Regions from separate parts of the Macaca mulatta genome. Here region 1 is linked to region 2. A link is a contact called in public Hi-C data. All regions are on one chromosome and are shown on one strand. The core of a region is the stretch at or near the end of the contact, and the rest is flanking DNA. Distances in the headings are between cores, read along the strand shown.

Evidence for each region. Hi-C and Micro-C count contacts between places; a contact is called where the count stands out from the background.
Region 1: a contact with region 2 is called in a Hi-C map of cortical neurons, with 2.9 times the contacts expected there. The contact joins the enhancer-like site here to the promoter of DAAM1 in region 2. A contact is called at or near these places in 2 of 14 Hi-C or Micro-C datasets (cortical neurons and fetal cortical plate).

Annotation. Positions count from the first base shown.
Region 1 is chr7:132,452,043-132,458,638 of T2T-MMU8v2.0, reverse strand. DAAM1 (dishevelled associated activator of morphogenesis 1) reads right to left here. Exons shown (of 26, transcript NM_001257504.1): 16 at 519-548. Among named protein-coding and RNA genes, the nearest start is that of DAAM1, 140 kb to the right of the region's middle. Within about 2 kb of position 5,013, at least 6 of the 40 cell types and tissues checked have an H3K27ac peak or open chromatin away from gene starts, as enhancers often do. A contact at or near this core is called in cortical neurons, where this site is marked.
Region 2 is chr7:132,308,180-132,314,926 of T2T-MMU8v2.0, reverse strand. It overlaps DAAM1 (dishevelled associated activator of morphogenesis 1), which reads right to left and starts at 4,013. Exons shown (of 26, transcript NM_001257504.1): 1 at 3,928-4,013.

The sequences.
Region 1 (6,596 bases), core at 3,764-6,263, 140 kb before region 2:
GACGTGACTGCAATCTGGCTTGCTCAGACACTATGCCTATCAAGCATCGAAATTCAACTGCAGCCTATGCAATCTACAAAAAGTACTTGATTCCTATCAGAAGACAATAGTCCAAGTCTTATATACACCATCAAGCCTTTTTCAAATATTTCCCACTCAGGAATTAGGAGGAAAAAACCAAACAATTATATAAATTATTATAACAGTAACAGTAGCATTAAAAAAATAAGGAAACCAAAGAGCTCTAGAACTGTGTACCAGTTCAGAAAACAAAGGCACCATGGAATTTATCATAGGAGGCACAATGTGATTGAATGTCAACTGTCTCATGCTAAAATTTCAGGCGAATCTCTAGATATTCATTTAAGAGTTGAAACCCAAAGTGGAGTTACCTAGGCATGAGATTACACTATGTAAAAAACAAAAGCAAAAACAAAACCCTGGATAACGAAGAGATTTCAAGCTTACAGTGAGCCAAGGAGTTATATTAAGCAAGCTTTAGGTAGTAGCTCACTTACCTGCTTGGAGTTACTGTTCACAAAGAAATCCTACAGCCATGGCAGAGGCATGGAAAAGGCAAATCAGATATATGCAGTTCAGAAGTCACAGCAACAAATGGGGGAAAGTCAAAGCAGTCAAGGAAACAAGTGATGTAGGGTAAGAGATGATTTATGCTCCTGGGATCATCAATGAAAGTTGATGAAGATGAGAAAGTTTGGCTGAATACCATGAAGAGCACAATACTAAGCATTCAGGGTAGAGAAAGACGATGACATTTGCTGTACCCAATTTTCAATGGTGGAAAATCAAATGTAGAAAAGACAGGGCTTAAAACACCTAAGAAAGACCCAAGCTGGGAAAGGAACAAATCCTCTTTGAAATGACCACTGGCTCCATTTATTCAACATGACGATTTTACTTGAAGCAGGAGAATGTCAATCAATCCCATCAACTTGAGGAAACTATTCCTACTGTTAATAGGAAAACCAAAAATATATAAATAAATAAATAAACTTTTTCTGATGGAAATAATCTCCTGTCATCTTATGTTATAAGGATGGATTGAGAAAAGACAGGTTGAACAACTCAAGTCAGTAATATTAACCCTCAGCACCCCTATAAAGTGCAAATAATGCCTGTAGGTGCTACATGTAGGTATGAGGAAAAAGAACATGCAATTAAGAGAAAATCAGTGATACATGTGTTCTGCAGCCATTGGTGGCCCTGTCCTAACTGCCCAGGGCTGTTCAAGTATACAAGGTCAACAGTCTCTTCTGGAAATAGTTTTTAGAAAAGACTTGGAGTGAAAAAGGGGATGAGGAAGATGTAACTGACATGCTGTGAGAAAGTTACAGCATACGTCGCATATTTTTGCAATGCTGAAATGAATAAGGCTTTGGTGTGCAAAACATGCCCCAGTTTTCGGGCCAACAGCTTGCACAACCAGCATTTGCTCAGCAGATTCCTTAAGGTCTCATTGGTCTCAGCAGCACTGCCAAGGCCAATTTTACACAGATGAGCTGTTTCACATAATTCCTCTAGTGGGAAACAGAATGTGTCCTCCCCTCGCTCTAGCCATACAAGGGGGGACTGCTTTTCTAGAATGGTATTTGAAAAACAATGGATACTCCTCTGATATCCCAGTTCTCTTTTGTCTCTGTTATAACTGCCAAGTTGTCTACTCTGAAGCTCCTTAGGACTCTTCCTGTAAAAGCAGTTTCCTTTCAAGGGCAAAAAAGACTATGGTGAAGTGAACTCCATGAAGTCATCTTAACCTATTTTTTTTCTCTTAAAGAGAGAGTTGCTAGTTGAACTTAGATTCTGCTCTTACTGTCTGACCCTCAAAGAAGAAACTTTTTTGAAGTTCACTGGCAACTCATCCTATTTTATAAGTTCCCAGTGTCAGGAAATTAAGACTTCTGACCTCTAGTATAGAGGCCTGTGGAATCAGGCAACTGTTATTTACCGGGTGTGTGGCTTGGGGCTCAGTCTGTCTGTCTGTAAAATGTGGTTAATTAACAACTGATTGGTGTGAAGATTAAACAGGATAATCATGTAATGCGTTGTGTAGAGTACCTGACACATAGGTACCTGACACGTACGTATGAGCTCAGTACTTGAAAGCTACAATAATACAATTATTTCATCTTTCAAGCTGATGATCAAGTCTACTTATTCCCCTTTCGCTCTGCTTTCAGTTGAGCTGAAAAAACAGCTGGTCAAGATCTCCCATTTGTGACCACCATCAGCAATAAGTATAATAGTTACTAACTATGTAATATATTTTCTTTCTAGAGGTGAGGATGAAGAATACCAAGCCAGAGTTTCTTCAATTATTACCCTAAAGATTCCACTTCTTTAGAAGTCCTCTACTTGGCACATTAGAAATAAAATCATAAAGCTTATGAGTTTCATTGAAAGGGGCATGTTAGAAATAATGATGCTTCCAGGCCTGTTTCAAGTAAGTTAACATTCTTTTTGAAAGCTTATTCACTGAAAAATCAGAGGGAAATAACAAAAGACACTTCTAATTGGCTTGGGTCAAATGTGGTAGAATCACTTATATTTGGCTTCACCTAACAGGATGTCTGGTTTTTCCAGGCAATTTCTGGCATAAAGCTTAGGGCTTGGAGTATAAATAGGAAGTTGGGACTTGCATTTTCAGGAAGCAGTGCTGATAGTGCTATAGATTGAATTCCACAATGGGATAATGACTCAACACTTTACAGATAATCATAATTCTTATGTGAATGGTTTTAAATCTTTTTGAGAATTTTGTAAATCTGGTAAAAATTAGGAATCTCTATCCAGAAAAATTCATACACTATATTTATATAAAACCCTGCATCTGATTAACTCTTACCATGAAGCCCAGTTATAGAACTTACATTTGGTCTCAAGAAAAAAGAAAAGTAAAAAAAAAAAAACACCACTATTTATAATTCTCTCTTCTGTTTTCATGTGCCATGGCTAAGGATCAAGCCTATTGAAATAAATATCTTAAATCATAAACTTTTTCAATGTGAAAATTATATCTATAGAATAAAAATTGTAAAGGGAATAAAAAAGGAAAATGATAATTTATAAAAAATCAGAAGATATCATTGAACGCTCTAACTGGAGCCCCCAAAATGTCTTGTGTATTACATATAAGCAGGAGAGGTTGGATTCTGGAGCCTGGGACCACAGTTATTCTTTGTTCCTAACCCAGAGCAGAGGCTTTGAAAAGTTTTACAATGTGATGACAATAGGATCCTTAAGGAAGGGCTGTCCTCAAGCAAAGACCAGGGGGAAGGAAGAGATAGTGAGCTGTTAATTTGTTGCTACAGAGATATGACTCCCTTTAGGTAAATGTAGTGCCTTTAGCTCATTTCCCCTCTATTCAATTGTATGGATAGAGAGAAATGAATTTATAGCATCTAGGGATGAAGATTTCTCACAAAATGGAGATGAATATTGTTTAATTGTATCTGAAAAGTACTGCTATGCAATGTGCTACCATTTAAATCAGTCATTTGTGGCTGACCTGGAAATCATGTATAATGTAGTTTCAATGAGGAAAAGAGGACCTGAGATTCAAGACATTGATTTTCAAATGAACTTTTGGAATGTGAGTGGAGAAATAACTGCCTGCTATTAGATCCCATTTTATGTGGCACATAAGTTTACATCATCAGCTCTGCACACCTCTGATATTTGCACTGAAAAAAAATTCTGAATAGGAATAGTCTTGTTCTTAAAGCTGGAGTTAAAGAAAATCCTATACAAAGTCTGATATTTATAACGAATAAAAACCATGGGGAAGAACAAAGTGAAACTGAGAATTATGTCCCTTTGGAGTCACTAAATACACACCAAGCCATATTTTTATTATCTATAAAATATGAATATCTACTCATAGAGTTGGGGTTGAGCATTAAGGAAGAAAATAAGTATAAGAACTCCTTGAGAACTAAATCTTAAGGTTGATGAGATTGGGAACTGTGTATATCATACTTGGTATCAGGAATGTAGTGGATGCTGAATATTATCATCTTGTAGTCCATATTATAGTTATTTATAGCTTTTTCTCATCTCTGCTTTTATACTATAAGTTACACTGTGGGCCTGTGCAAAAATTTAACACACTTTCATTCTTTGAATTACTTTGTATACAAAGCAGACAATATAAGTTCTGATTTTAATGATTCCTCAAATCAAATGGATATATTTTATGCAGATATGTGTAAGCGTATATGTATATGTGTGTGCATATACATGTGTGTCTGTGTATATCCCATAAGTGTCATTTCTCAGTATTCATCTAAATTATACTAATCCGATATTACTGAGATTTTTCCAAAATCTTACTCTGTGCAGGGTTCCTGTTGCATGCATACAGGTAATGGTACTCATGCCATTACCTTTGTAATGTTCCTTTGCCTCTCTGGGAATTGTATCTAGCCAAAAACTGGCTGAAGTCCAGAGAGTTTGAACAGGGTATCATGACTCTGGAGGGAGGAAAGAGGAGACATCATGGAAAAAAACAGATCTACAGTATTCATTTGGGAGTAGAAAAGAGAGCAGTTCAAGTGAATTATACAATGCACTACCAAGACTGAGATGAAAATGCATAGGTCTTGAGTATTCCCATTGGTCATGAGATAAGGGGACATTCAATGACAGGTGCCCCATTTCCTTTACTGTGTCCTATATATTCCAACTACAGTGTCCACATCTTTGGATTGTCTATCAGAATTCAGTAAATTCAATAAAATGGCTCAAATTATCCTTATTTAGAAAATATATTTATAGTTTAAAAATTCCCATTTCAAATTCTTGCACCAAAAGGGAAAACCTACTTGAATTACTCAAGCTGATCAGGTATACTGAAATTTTTCTCCAGGAAGTGCTATTGAAAATATGGTCACAACTGATTCTACTTACTGGTCTACTTAGTGTTAAGTATAACTGAAATGTTCTGGACTCTCCTGACTGGAATGCCTACTGATTACTTAAACAGTGTTGGTTGCTAGGAGACAATTACCCAATTGCTAGGCTTTCTGCAATCTTGTCTCCCAGAGCTCTTGAGAACTGTCCACATATTTGTCCCAGAGCATTTTGGCAGTATCCTTCTGCACCTTCTGCTGAAAGCCAGTTAATTATGAGTCTTGTAAACTTAGGTCTTTCAACCACCTGCCTTTATAATAAATGCAACCCACATGCTCAGACTTGAATAGCATCATTTGGAACAACTGTTGCTTTTCCTTCCTTTAATTTACTTCTGAACGTTCTTAAATCTTCATATTAGGCAACCAGCACGGAACTGTATCAGCGATCAAAACTGAAGTGGGAAAGCAATGGGACATGTAGCTACGTTAGAAGATTATTTGAATTATCAGGAAATTTGCTACAATGGCTCAAGATTCCATGTCAAGGCCAAGGAGACACCTTCTCAGGACAGCAGACAGAGAAAGAGGCGGCATGTTGCAGCCAATCAGGAATGAGTCTGGTCACAGTCCCTGCCACACGAGGACTCTAAAGACAACTTTTGTCCTTTGAAAGATAAATTGTTTTGCTTTCTATCGGCCAATGCCTTATCTTCATTGTGTTTTTTTCATTTTCCCTTATTTGGTGTGTATAACATTGCCCAAGTTTGCCTTTCTACTTACAGTAGGGGTGGGCAGCTGAGGGCTCCTGTTTTAAGGGTTCATGTCACTATGGCAGGCAACAGCCTCTATTTTTGTATTTTATTAAACTAGCATAAAACGCATTGCAGAAAAGCTTTCCCTTTCTTAAGGGAAAATATTCACTTAAATATTGGCTTCCTCCCCCTGCCCCCGCCCATTTCAAATGTATCAAAGGCCATTTTGAAAAACAAAACAAAATGAAAGAAAAAACCCTTAGTTTTTGTTTCTCCCCCTAGTCTGAGTCCATCTACTCTTTTGGTGCTCAGTACTTCTTTTCTGATACACTCTTTCTTGGGGACTAAGCCAAGGAAACCAACTAGGAAGTCTGCTGCTTGTTTAAGGATGCTCCACCCATGATTCATCTGGGAGTTAAGGGCCTCTCAGTAAAGCCCAAGGAAAGCCCCGTAAGAGGCCCAGCATTCATGTGTTCCTGTTTAGGATGAACTCTGCTCTCCCCATCATTCCTCTTCTTCAGTCATACTTAAGAATCTTTCTTCTCACACTACTGGACTCAAGTTTTCTCTTCTCAAGACTTTGATGATTTGGGATCCTACTCTACCTTTTCTTTTTTCTTCTGAAACTCTCCAGGCCTGGCCACCCTGCTGCGTTCTCTTCTGGTCTAACTTTAAGAGGCTCTATCACGATGCCCTCTTGAAGAGCAAGAGGCACTACACAGATGTGACCGGGGCTCACACAGTGATGCCTGTCAATGTGGAGCACCAGCAGGCACCAAATCACATGTTTTTGCTACTATTACAAAAGCTTTGCTCACTTTTCAGTAGTGTCTCTGGTCCTATTTGCACCACTGCCATCTCCCCACTTGCTCAGCCTTTACAACCCCACTTCTGTTCATGACATATAGTAAAAACTCCTAAGTTCCATCTACTGGCCAAATTATAGTCATTTAAAAATCTTTGTACTTCTCAA
Region 2 (6,747 bases), core at 2,764-5,263:
AAGTTAGAAATTGTAATACCAAAATAAGTCACCATATTCCTCATCCAAAGAGAAAAAAATCACAACAGAATATAGAACTTTCATTTTGACTGGTGTCCCCTCTAGGGAGAAAACAAGTTTGCTAACCCACGTTGGACACCTTGCTTTGTTTCGGGCAATATAAGGATAGACTTAACACTGGAAATACCAGAGCAAGGCTTGAAGCCAGGCAGGGCCCCACAGCAGTTACAAGCTCTGTGATTATTTCCTGAACCAAACACCTAAGGCACTCAAGGGTACCAAGCTTTGTTGGAAAAGCATGTTTCCTCTGGTCCAACAGCTGCAACTTTAAAGTGTTTTCACAGAAGACCTCAAGCTTCTCTTTATGCCATCTCCCAAATATTTACAAAATGAAACACTTTCAATCAGAACTGTTTTGTTTGTAAACACCTTATTTGTTTTAAGGACCATAGTGCCAACACTAAAAGCAGCCTTTTAAACAAAGTAGCTCAAAACCACACACACACACACACACACACACACACCCCTTAACACGCAGAACATGTCCACAAAACAAGAAAACCAGGATTCAAATTCCTTAGCACGTACTCATGGTGCTCCTGTAAGCACCACCCAAAGATGTGACCAACCACACCCTCTTCATTATCACACCTCCTCACTAATTTACTAATTTATGCTCCTGAAAACCCACAGAATCCGACTACTGGATGATAACATGTTACAAATATTAGGCAAATGTTCTTTGGCATTTCTTTCACATCAACCAGCCTGAAACAACTGATCCTGTTTACAGAACGGCTTCACCTCAGGTGAGAGGACTATTGTCTGTCAGAAGAGCTGGGAGACACTGGTGGCCTGGCAAAAGCTTCTAGGTATCTTTCTCTTGGTGCCTCTCCCTAATCACGTGTCATACACCTCCTGGGAAGATTATCTGGGCCAAGGATAGTGCAACTGAGAGAAATCTAGAAATGCCTAGTTAAAGGGTAATAAGAAATTGTAACTAGAAAGAAACAGTCTATGTGAGTGAATGTATTCTAAAAGCAAATAATTAGGAAATATGTCTATTTCAAATCCACAGAAAGCCTTTTATGCCGACAAGTTTTGGTTTATGATGAAATGAAACTGCTTGATAGAAAGCTAAGGGGAATATTACCACAGATGACAGAACTATCAGTGGAAATAATACACACCTTGGATCTCCAATCATAGTTCTGCTAGTTAATATTCACTTAACAAATATTTATTAAAGACCTACAAATCAACGAACTGCTCTAAACATGCTGGGGAGATAGAAAAGGACAAAACAAAGACCCTACCCTCAAGGAGCTTATAATCTAGTAGGGTAGACAAGCAGAAGAATGAAGGAAATTTTCATTTAATGATAAGTTCCAGGGGAAAAAAAGTGACAACTTCTGATCCTGTTTCCTCATGGGGATGAGATGTAGCTACCTACTTAAGATAGTGTCAACCACCAAGCACACAGCAATCCCAAGCATTTACCTGACTACAGATACACATGCATAGACACTCTCATATACACACCTTCCCCTGGAATTGCAACATCTGTGATAATGCACATTGGTATAAAATGCAAGCAGAGGGGAAACAAAATACTTGTATAAGTCAATTACACTTAATGCAATTAGAAATAACTGCATTCATTAGGAATCTATAAAAAGGCAAAACCTAAACAATTATTTATAATACTAAAGTATAATTAGAAGGGTCCAGATACTGGAATAATAGTAGTAGTAGTATAAACAGTATTACAAATAGTCACTTAGTTGCCTTGCCCATATAACCCGATGGCACAGTATCAGAAGCTAGGTTTAAACCCTTAACTTCAGATAACTTTGAGGGGGAGAAAGGGGGAAGAAAAAGGACAATGACCAAGTCTATCTTAGAATCATAGGCTATTGCACCTAGAATGAACGTTAGGAAACCCTCTATAGCCTTTCCCCACATTACCAAAGAGAAGGCTGAGGTCCGGAGGTCAAGGGTTAACCCCAGCATGGAGTAGCTAGTGACTGACAGAGCCAGAGTAGGACCCCAAGGCTCCTGGTTATGGCCCTGCATGCTTCGCCCTCAAGGACCTGCACCCTCTAGCCTGGCTTTAGATTTTATGAGAACCATAAGGGACTGCGGTGACTTCCAACCGTTATTAATTGTCCCTAATCACTTCCAATCAGCTGCACCTAGAGCAAATTGAGAGCCTTTACTGGTGACCAGGGAACTCTCTTTATGCAGAACAGGGAAGGGCGCCTTTCATGACAAAGCTGCCTCCAACACCATAAACTACCTTATTGGGGAAATGATGCGGCTAGCCCGAAAGGAAGAGATTTTTCAAATTATAATTTTCAGAGTTTGCCTCAGGAAAAAGGCGCCAAACAATTAGTTTCAGGGAGGGAGGTGGTGTGCTGAGGTGTGGCACGGGGAAGGGAAAGGGGTCTAGAACTGAGTGCAAGCTATTTAGGAGAGAAAGGAGAGAGTCCGAGGCTGTGAAAGGGGCGAGGAAGAGAGAGCAGCTGGGCCAGGGCAAGCGTTTGACCACACCCACTAGCCACTCCCTCCCAGCTGCCCGCAGAGCCACATCGAATCGAAACAGCAGTGGCAGCAGCTAAGATTCCGAAGGCAGGAGTCGCCATGGCAACGGGATTCATCTTGCAGGCAACTCCGCTTCAATTCACTAGGTCCTGCTCGAATCTCAAGAAACTACCAGCTCTACGAGAGCAAAAACGGTCACGGGTGGCATTTGCTCTTGATGCCCTCCAGAAAGTGGAGATGAAGGAGAGGGAAATGGAGTTCAGGCATCACTAAATATATTATGGGGAGAGAAGTAGCTCCGCAAAGCCAGGCCGTGAACAACTTGAGACCTTAGCAGGGTTTGATGAATGAGTAAACGAACAAATGAAGGTACTAGGGAAAGGGAAAGAACATCCAGAGGACTGAGAGCTCTGGGCCTCGTGCACATCTCCAGTCAGAGGGCAAGCCGATCACAAGCAGTTGGCTTTCAGCACCAGCTGGGTAAACCCGATTATCCAGCCCTTCTGCTCCACAGCGAGCCTAATCATTAGATTATCCGACACCCCCACCCCCGCGCCACCACCTCCTGGCCCAGGGCTTCAGGGCAGGCGCTTCGCCCCAGCCCAGGTGCTCTATGCCAAGGCACCGTGGAGACTGAGATGTGCCCTCTCGAGAGGGACGGGCGGCAGGAGTCCTCTGCGGTGCCTCACAACCGGGTTCGCAGGCGGCGCAGCTTCCCCGGCCGCCAACACCCCGCTCTCCCTCCGCAAAGCCCGATCGCCCTTCTCTCTGTTTTGAAACATTTAGGTCCAACTTAGTCTGAATTACAGGCGCTCCGTCCCTTTCGAATGGGACTGGAAGTGAGGGTGCCAGGGGTACTGGGGGCTCTGCTCGGACGCGAACGAGTACACAAGTCCCTCCTTCCCTGTCGCCACCGCCGTGTCCACCAAGCCTGCCTCGGGGTTCTCCCTCTCGGAGCCGCCGGGCCGGGAGCTCCCGGACGCCGCTGCAGTACCCGCGGCCCCAGCCCCGGGGAGCCTGCAGCAAGGCAGCGAGTGTTACCACGCCGGCTCCCCGGCCAGCCGGGCGCCTTAGAAAGAAAGAAGGGAGGGACCCCCGTCCTTGCGGGCGTCTTCCTCCCTGCTGCCTCGGTTTGCGTTGCGCTGCAGCCATTTTCCCACCCCCAGCTAGGCAGCCGAGAGCTGTCTCGGTCCCGTTCCCACCCAGACCCAACCTGAAGGACGGGTTTAATATTTACCTACTGGCCCGGGAGCTCCGGGAAGGCAGCGGGAGAGCGCGCCGCGAACTCCGTGCCCGGCCCACGGAAGCACGCCCACCCCCGCACCACTGAGTGGTGCCACTTAATGAATGAGTGCGGCGGGCAAGGAGGCGCGTCCCCCTTACCTGAGCAGCCCCTGCATGCTGGAAAGGCGGCTCTGCACTCTGGGTACAATGGGATCCGGTTAAACAGTTTCCTTCACAGCCGCTCGTAGGTTACTAACTCACAGGTGACATCACCCTCTCCTCGCCTGATAGGCTACAAAGTGGCTCCCACTGCGCATGGACGCTCCGGTAGGGCGCGCAGACTCCTGGGAGTAGTAGTCCCAATCTATTAGCGGGGCTGGGACAGCTTTGCTGTTGGGACTCGTGGAGCTACACCTCCCGACATACTCCTCGGCTCTTCTGCCCCGCCCCTTTTCCCTCCCCCTTCAGGACCCGCCCCCTCCCAGCCTTACAGCCTTGCAGTGTTAGCGGTGGTCGTTCCGAATCCGAGCTGCGGACCGCACGGGAGAGTGGGAGGGCTGCCCTGCGGTCGAGCCTGTTGATTTGACCTCTAGTCTGCCCGGCGCGGGCTCTGAAGGATCGGAGGGGTCCGGGGCTCGCGTGATCCGGCCAGGCTCGCTCTAACTGGTCTTTCTTGGTCCCTGCTGGGAAGGGACGATTAAGACTTTTCTGCCTTCCCCAGGCGTAGCAGCTAATTCAGAGGACTTAGTGTTTTCTGGGTTAAGTACGGTCCTTGAATTCTCCCCGCTCAACACTTCCCAGAGGATGGGGCGACGCCGGTCCCAAAGCGGAGGAATCTCCTTGTATCCCACTTGGCTCAATTCACCTTTATCTTTTCTCCTCCCCGTTTAACGGAGACAAGGTGACCAGTCAGAACGCAGGGAACCACTTAGTAGGCTGAGCTGACAGAATAACGGAGGTTGTCACTACCAGAAATGCGGTGTGATAGACTAGACAGTCACCGCAACCCTCCGTCAGGGCGCTGCTGCTGCTGCTGCTGCTGCAAAGATAATACTATCGCGCAGCCATGCTTTTGTTCATCCCTGCAGCGGACTTCCCGCCCTGGTGACTCTCCACTCCCAGGAAGAAAACGTCTTGTCTAAAGTTTGAATAAATTGTGTATCTGTGTATACACATGTTTTTAAATCCACAACACTCTCCCTTCATTTTCCATATCTTTCTTTTCAAATATTTTTATAAAGACATTAAACCAAACAACATCGTGCCGTTCAAGAATTGCCCTGCTCTTAACACAACTAAATGTTTGTTTAAAGGTAAGCAAAAGGTGTGTAGCAGAATTCTGACTTTAGGCAGGTTGTAAATACATAATTTTTTCCGTGGCATTTTTCATTATTCAGTGAATACGAAGTGTCTTTTAATATGAAAAGAATCAATGCATTTAGTTACGCGAGTTGTAAATGTAAATTTTAATGGCATTTGATGTTTCTCAATTCCATATAAGGATCAGCTCACATACCCGTTCCACTAGCAATATCTGTAGAAGACTGCGCATCTTGTGAAAAAAAGGTTCACAATTAAGATTTCAGACAACTCCCTACTGAAGTGTTGGTGAAATTCTTCTTACTCATTTTCTCCTTTCATTCTGCAACACTGAGTTGGGTTCAAGTGAAAAAATATTTATGAAACTAGTTGAGGATCTCAGGGGAGAGGAAATGCTTTGTTTTGCTCAGAGATGTTTAGCGATGAATTCTGATTTTCTTTTAACAAGCCTGTTCTTTATAGACAAGACCCACTTTCCTCCCCTGAAAGAAGATAGCTTTGAATGTTGCTCTTCTGTCCTCAGCTATTTCGTCCATTTCAAGTATTATCTAAAATGAACCCTGACAATATAAATATTCCCCTGGCCATCAGATCAGGTGTATAATCACTGATATTCTAACTAATGGGTAGACTTAATGTAATGCAGTTCATAGTGGAAAAATATTCAGAGAGAAAATTGACCTGGGATGATTCTAAAGGCTCTTCCAGTTTTATAACTGTGTAAAGCTTTTAGATTGAAACATAATCAGTGAGCCTGAAATTTATTGAGTCAATAAATTGAATGTGGAGCCTTTCTGTTAAGATGGGGCTTATCCTTGTAGATAAAAGTATGTTATTGAGGCACACTCTGAGGAGTAATTTTAATGGAGAAATCACCTTACAACAAGTTCTCTTAGCTCTTCAGTAATGAAAGAGAAGATGCAGTCTGTCTGAAAACAAAAATTCCATTTTCTTTAACAATATTATAGGGATGTGCCATGTGACATAGTCATCTGCGTATAAAGGACAGCATACACAATAGACTGTAAGCACATAAATGTGGAGAAGTGCACATGTGAACTGCTCTTCCTATCAAATAGCTATAAATATAGATAATAGATATAGAAAGAGGGCATTGTGTTTGGAAAAATTCTCTGCAAGTGGTGATAGATTTGAACTGATCCCTGCACAGTTTCATTGGCAACCAAGGGAAACAAAGACAGCTCTTTAACATGAGAAATACAGTCTGTAGAACTAGTAGCAGAGGAAGCTTAACCACTTCTATGGAGACAGAAGGGAACTCACACACACACTCTCACTCACTTTCATACACAATCATTGTATATGTTTGCATTTAATTTTTTCTAGGCGGCCAAGTAGTCTCATAAATCATCAAAGACACGCACTCTGTCTAGCTAATTGATATTATCAGTCAAAATGGGTTTCTTTACTTTCTATCTTTTCATTTTACATAACTGCTGCTGTTCTGAAGACCTTATGAAAAGCCCTGCCTCATCCCATAATCGTGGCCTATTAATTAGGAACCTGTGAGACCACTAAGAATAGATTTAATTGACAGTCTATACAGGTAGGGGATGAGGAGAAGGCGCCAGGAAGCGATGATCTTTTAAAATCACCTCTGTCAGTGCTGGTTACAAGGTTTTACTCTAGATATTGAAT